Regions from separate parts of the Arachis hypogaea genome. Here region 1 is linked to region 2. The links are chromatin contacts, called in public Hi-C maps. All regions are on one chromosome and are shown on one strand. Each heading gives the region's core, a stretch centred on a gene start, on an enhancer-like site or on the middle of the called end of the contact. The rest is flanking DNA. Distances are from core to core; before and after follow the strand shown.

Evidence for each region. Hi-C and Micro-C count contacts between places; a contact is called where the count stands out from the background.
Region 1: a Hi-C map of leaf shows a contact between it and region 2, with 2.8 times the contacts expected there. The contact joins the promoter of LOC112784515 here to the promoter of LOC112783641 in region 2. A contact is called at or near these places in 2 of 8 Hi-C or Micro-C datasets (leaf and an unstated tissue).

What each region holds. Positions count from the first base shown.
Region 1 is chr20:107,496,701-107,499,400 of arahy.Tifrunner.gnm2.J5K5, reverse strand. LOC112784515 (protein SLOW GREEN 1, chloroplastic) reads right to left here and starts at 1,297. Exons shown (of 5, transcript XM_072229826.1): 1 at 538-1,297; 2 at 317-463; 3 at 164-244; 4 at 1-91. The coding sequence starts at 1,107. LOC140183140 (secreted RxLR effector protein 161-like) reads right to left here. Exons shown (of 1, transcript XM_072231161.1): 1 at 2,698-2,700. The coding sequence ends at 2,698.
Region 2 is chr20:107,297,916-107,300,615 of arahy.Tifrunner.gnm2.J5K5, reverse strand. It overlaps LOC112783641, which reads left to right and starts at 1,334. Exons shown (of 6, transcript XM_025826675.3): 1 at 1,334-1,540; 2 at 1,619-1,788; 3 at 2,049-2,332. The coding sequence starts at 1,445.

The DNA of each region.
Region 1 (2,700 bases), core at 48-2,547, 200 kb before region 2:
TCTGTGGAAACTCTTCAGGCACAAGAGATTGATATGTTTCAAACTGCTGTGCAGCTTCCTCCTTTTTATCGAGCAGACTGTATATAATTCCCTACAGATAGATACAAAAGTGAATAATATTGCAAAAGATAACACAACAATGGCATAGCATAAATAAACTTACCTGGCAAAGATAAGGCCTGAAATCTCGAGGATTTTCATTAACCAAATCTTGAAACCTTTTTAAGCCCTCCTCCAAATCACCCTAGAATGCTGAATTATTAGCAATGTACCATTACTAATTTTACTATAACAAGCTGAAAGATCAAGAATTCACCTGCACAACAAACATTTGTGCAATTAAGATTCGTATATTCCTCTCCTCTGTAACTCTCTCTTGACGCGAAGCTAGCTCCCTAGCCTTATCCAGCATTTCAAACACAGCACGCCCTTCATGGTTCTTGTGCATCACCATAGCCAAACCCTGTTGAAGAGATAGCAAATTAGCAACCATTGTTCCTTGTATGAAATACACGCAAGAGGATGAGAAAGATTTACGTGGAGAGCTCTGAGAAAAAGAGGCCTTTGGCGCAAGATTTCCTTGAAGAGTCTCTTTGAAGTACTGAAGTGGCCCATGGTGTCGTAACAGAGGGCCAACAAAAGCCTCCATTCAACTTCGTTTGGCTCCACCTTAATCAAACTCTCTACCAACTTAATCGCCTCTTTGGCCTTCCCTCTCCTAATCTTGCCGTACACAACCACCTTCAGAGCCTCAACGTTCTTCGGGTCATTCTCCAGAATCTTCTGGCACATCTCCTCCTCCGTCTCCGTCTTCTCCTCGGTGTGTACAGCAGCAAGCGGGGGTGTGAGTGCTGCCATGGCGGCTCTGTTGGAGAAGGAGCCGACGAAGATGAAGGAGCCGATGAGGAGAGAAGCTATGTTTTGTTTCACAAAACTTGATAAGACCCTTGGTGCGGAAGAAACAAGTGCTGGAAAATGTGTGGGGAGTTGAAATGAAATCCTAGGAAGGGAATTGGAGAAGGCATAGCGTGAAGATTTGGAACTGAGAAATTCTGACTGGGAATTCGAACAGATGGTGAAACCAGAGATTGAAGTAGAAGAAGCCATGGTTGTTGCTAAGGTTAGAACTTAGAAAACACTCTTTGCCGGTAAAAAAACACCTCTCCGCCACTCTCCATTACAATCACATCCAACAACTTGCCACAATTTTCTTTCTTTCTTTCTTTTTTTTTTTTTTTTTTTTTTTTTTTTGGGGAATAACTTGCCAGTTGCCGCAACGCATCCAACAACTTGCCCTAGCAGAAACGGGCCTGCTTATCTATCATATAGGCCCATTTGAAACAGTTAGCTTATTTTTACTTTTTTTTCATTGTTAGTAATAAAATTTAAATCTCTTACACTATCTTAAATTTCTCACCATTAGCGTTATATACTTATATTATTCATACTTGAGCAAATTTCCTTCCCATGGATGGATGCTTTAGTTGTTAAATTTCTAGGGAGGAATGTAATCTCTTTGACGCTCAGAGATTATCTTCAAAGGCTGTGGAAAGTCCATGAAGGATTTGAGATGATGAGCATAGAAAGTGGTTATCACATGGTCAAATTTGATAAGGAAACTCAGAGAGAGATCAGAGAGTTATTAGTGGTGGCCCGTGGATGGTTTTTCCGTTTTTGATAGTTACTTGGCGGTAAAGGAATGGACAATAGAGTTTGATCCATGCGAGAATTCGTTTGGCCGAACTATAGTTTGGGTGAAAATTTCGAGCCTCAATCCGGCATACTTTCAAACAATTACGCTCAAAGCTATCCAATCATGTATTGAGAAACCAATACAAGTGGATATGATTACAAAGAACATAGGGCATGAAAAATTCACCAGAATTTGTATGGAAGTGGATTTGAGCTTTCCCATAGTGCAATAAGTTTGGATTCATGACCATTGGCACAAGGTGGACATTGATAGGTTACACCTTCTATGTAAATCATGTAATTGCTTTGGACACTTCACCCGTGATTACAATGTTAATCTAACTTAGAAGGAGACAACACATACACTCAGCTGATGTAAAGGAGAACTCAAGCAGTCTTAGAAGTGATAAAGTTCCTAAAGCAATAATAGTGATGCCGGAGAAGGAAAAAATTCTAGCAAACAACTTTTCAAAAAAGATCCTAAATCTCTTTATCAGGAATGGTAATAAAATCTAGAGCTGGGAGGAGGTTGCACAAGTGGAAGAAGGCGTGAGAGAAGAGTGGCAGAGAAAAGGTATGGAAGTGAATGAAGTTTAGTTGCTGAAGAATAATAGAGAGTCACGCCTGTAAGAGTATTACAATGCAGTATTTATACATCAGACTAACTATGCTCAATTAACTATGGCTAATTCTAATTCACACTAACGGACATCTAACTACAGTAACTTAGTTACTTTCTAACTAACTATTCACTAGCTTACTTTCATAAATATTTAGGCTGGAGCGGCACCTATATCAGCTAACATCTCCCCTCAAACTAGGAGTGTGAGAACTGTGAATGTCCAACAATCCTAGTTTGGAACAGCATGAGTGGAATGGTCCTGGTGCTAGTGTCTTTGTCAAGAGGTCAGCCGTTTGGTTACTTGAGGTTACGGGTAGCAGCTTGATTACTCCCTCATTTGCTTTGTCGCGAACTATATGGCAGTATGCTTTTATGTGTTTTGTTCA
Region 2 (2,700 bases), core at 85-2,584:
ATTGAAAACATTTCATGCATACTCGCTTCGTCCATCACGTACCTGGTCTGAAATTGAACAAACCCACCAAACACAGGTAAAGGATACCTGTACAAAATACATGATACTCTCCTACATCTTTGAGAATCTATCTTCTCACAAATCATACCTTTCAATTCCTCAAATGACAATGTGAACGGAATAACAACATCTAATGAATTTTCACACACAAATTGAACTCCCTCATATGTTTGCAATAAGATCTGTCCGTAATAATAAATCTTCAATACAACTCTATCATCCATAACACTACACGTACTTGACTATTCTCAACCTCACAGAAATTTATTTTATAAAAATGAAGGAGAAGAATCAGAGAAGAGAAGAGAAGAGGATGAACATTAGCTGAGACCGGCGACGAAGAAATGGGGCTTCTGTGAGCTCTTTCCAGTTTTTGTATGCACTAACGGGCAAATCGGACGGACCGGCCGCCTGCACCCCCAAAGCGGTGGGTCCGATTGGTGCACCCCGGATTAAAATAATTTTTTTTGCCTCCAGTAATCGGTCCCACCGATTACTGCACTCTTCGGTTAACATCTTTCACCACTCAGAAATCGGTGGCATCGATTTCATGCTCCTCAACGTCTTCCTCACACAAATCGATGGGTCCGATTTCTTCCTCCCAAAATTTCAAAAAACAACGCCGTCATAACAGTGTAAATCACCCGTAATGATCATATCCCAGCATAACTCACACCCCCAAATCGTATCCAAAAAAATCAGTCGAGATATGTATACTAATATCAAAACATATTACGTCAGCATTTTTGGTACCAGAATACAATGCGTGATAGAATAATATAGTGAAGGATAAACCACAAAAATGCCTTCTAATTATTAATCGTTAACATAACTACAATCTAAATTTATGAATACAAAAAATGTTAAAATGTTTTAAAATACAATAAAAATAACAAAAAGATATAATTTTTTTATAAGTTACAAATAATTTACGTATTTAGCAAAATACTTACATATTTGATTCGAAAATTTGTAAAAATATTTGATTAACTATTAGAGGGTACATGTGAAAAACAAAACTAAAATTCAATCTCCAAATTTTTGTTCATTTTTTAAAAATATTTTTAATAATTTAAAAAATAAAAAAAATATCTATAATAAAATTATCAAATTTTAAAAATAAAAATTTTTTATTTTCTTATCATACTTGTAAAAAACTTTATCAGTAAAAGCTTTTCTAAAAATATATGTTTGATAATTTAAGATTTATTTTTACGATTTACTCCTATCGAAAATGAATATAAAGCAAATGAAAATTGAAATGAAAGCAGCGGCAGCAAATTGTATGTGATTGTGAGTGTTACGTCGTCGTTTTAGGTGGAAGCAAACCCAAAACCCTATTATGAGATGAGCAGGGAGTCCAGGGACAAGTGACAATTGAAGAATGGCGAAAGTGACGTTGCTGGGAATGCCTGGGCCATGGGCTCACAACCATCGTGAACCTGCCGATCCTTACACCACCAAAGTTGGAGGTCTCCCTGTATGTGTAACAAACCTTTCTCATTCAATTTTAGTTTCAGTTATGGTTGCTTGATTCGCTTTCTCTATCATTAAACAGGATTGGCCCCTTCCCAACCACGCAGTAGACGCTAACTTGCTTCACTGCGGCAACTGCGGCACTAAACTGTGCCTTATTGCACAAGTCTATGCTCCCCTTTCAATTCCAAATCGCAGCCTTCAACAACGCCTTCTTTTCCTTTTCGGTTGCCTTACTCCCAAATGCCACAGGTTCCTCCCTTTCTCTCTTTCTGTTCTTATTTTCCTTCGAATGACCTCTTTTCAGAGAAAGGATAGAAAACAATATTATGAGCCAACTTTAGGGTGTAGGTTTGTAAGTTAGAATTAAGATTAAGAGTTAATGATTTAGGGCAAAAGAATTTAAGGTAAACAAAATAATTTTAAAAAATTGGCTGATGTTGGCCGAAAAAAGTTGGTTCCCTGGCATTACTCCTCTTGTTACGCTTTACTTGCGTTGTGGTCTTTGGCAGCTGGCGAGTTCTTCGACTTCAGAATATTCACGATGCAGACGACAATTCTCTGCTAGCTCATGTTCCGGATGAACCATCTGCGGCTGCTGCTTTGTCGAATGATGATGACAGTGAAGACGAAGTGGATGTCCAAGAACTGGGGAAAGCACTCTTTGCAGCTACCACTTTTGCTACTCCCAGTAACCTTAAAACCAAGAAGAAGAAGAAGAAGAATAAGAAGAAAACACCCGGAAGCCAAAATCACAAGCCTCCAGCAGCTGCCCCCCTTGATGCTGATACGCCAGGTAATAAAAAACAAAAATCATCTTTCATGCGTGTAACTGATAAGTGCCCTGTCCTTGTGTCAAGTATTGAACAGAAAAGTTTTGCAAGTTTCCAATTTGTTCAATGGATTGAAAACTTCGAACGTTTTTACTGTGATCAAAACTTGCTCCTTTCTATAGCATGTAAAAATTACTATTTGAACCAAATGATGTGATGCCTTGTTTCATCTCCTCTTGCTTATATTGTATGAATCAAACCCGTAGCATGAAGATACGAATGTGGGAAAGTTTTTTGTTTGGGTTAAAACAATGGTCACCCTGTTGGTTGAATTTATATACCACGCCTGATACTCTTATGACCTCAAGGCCTACTGAATTTCGTGTTGAAA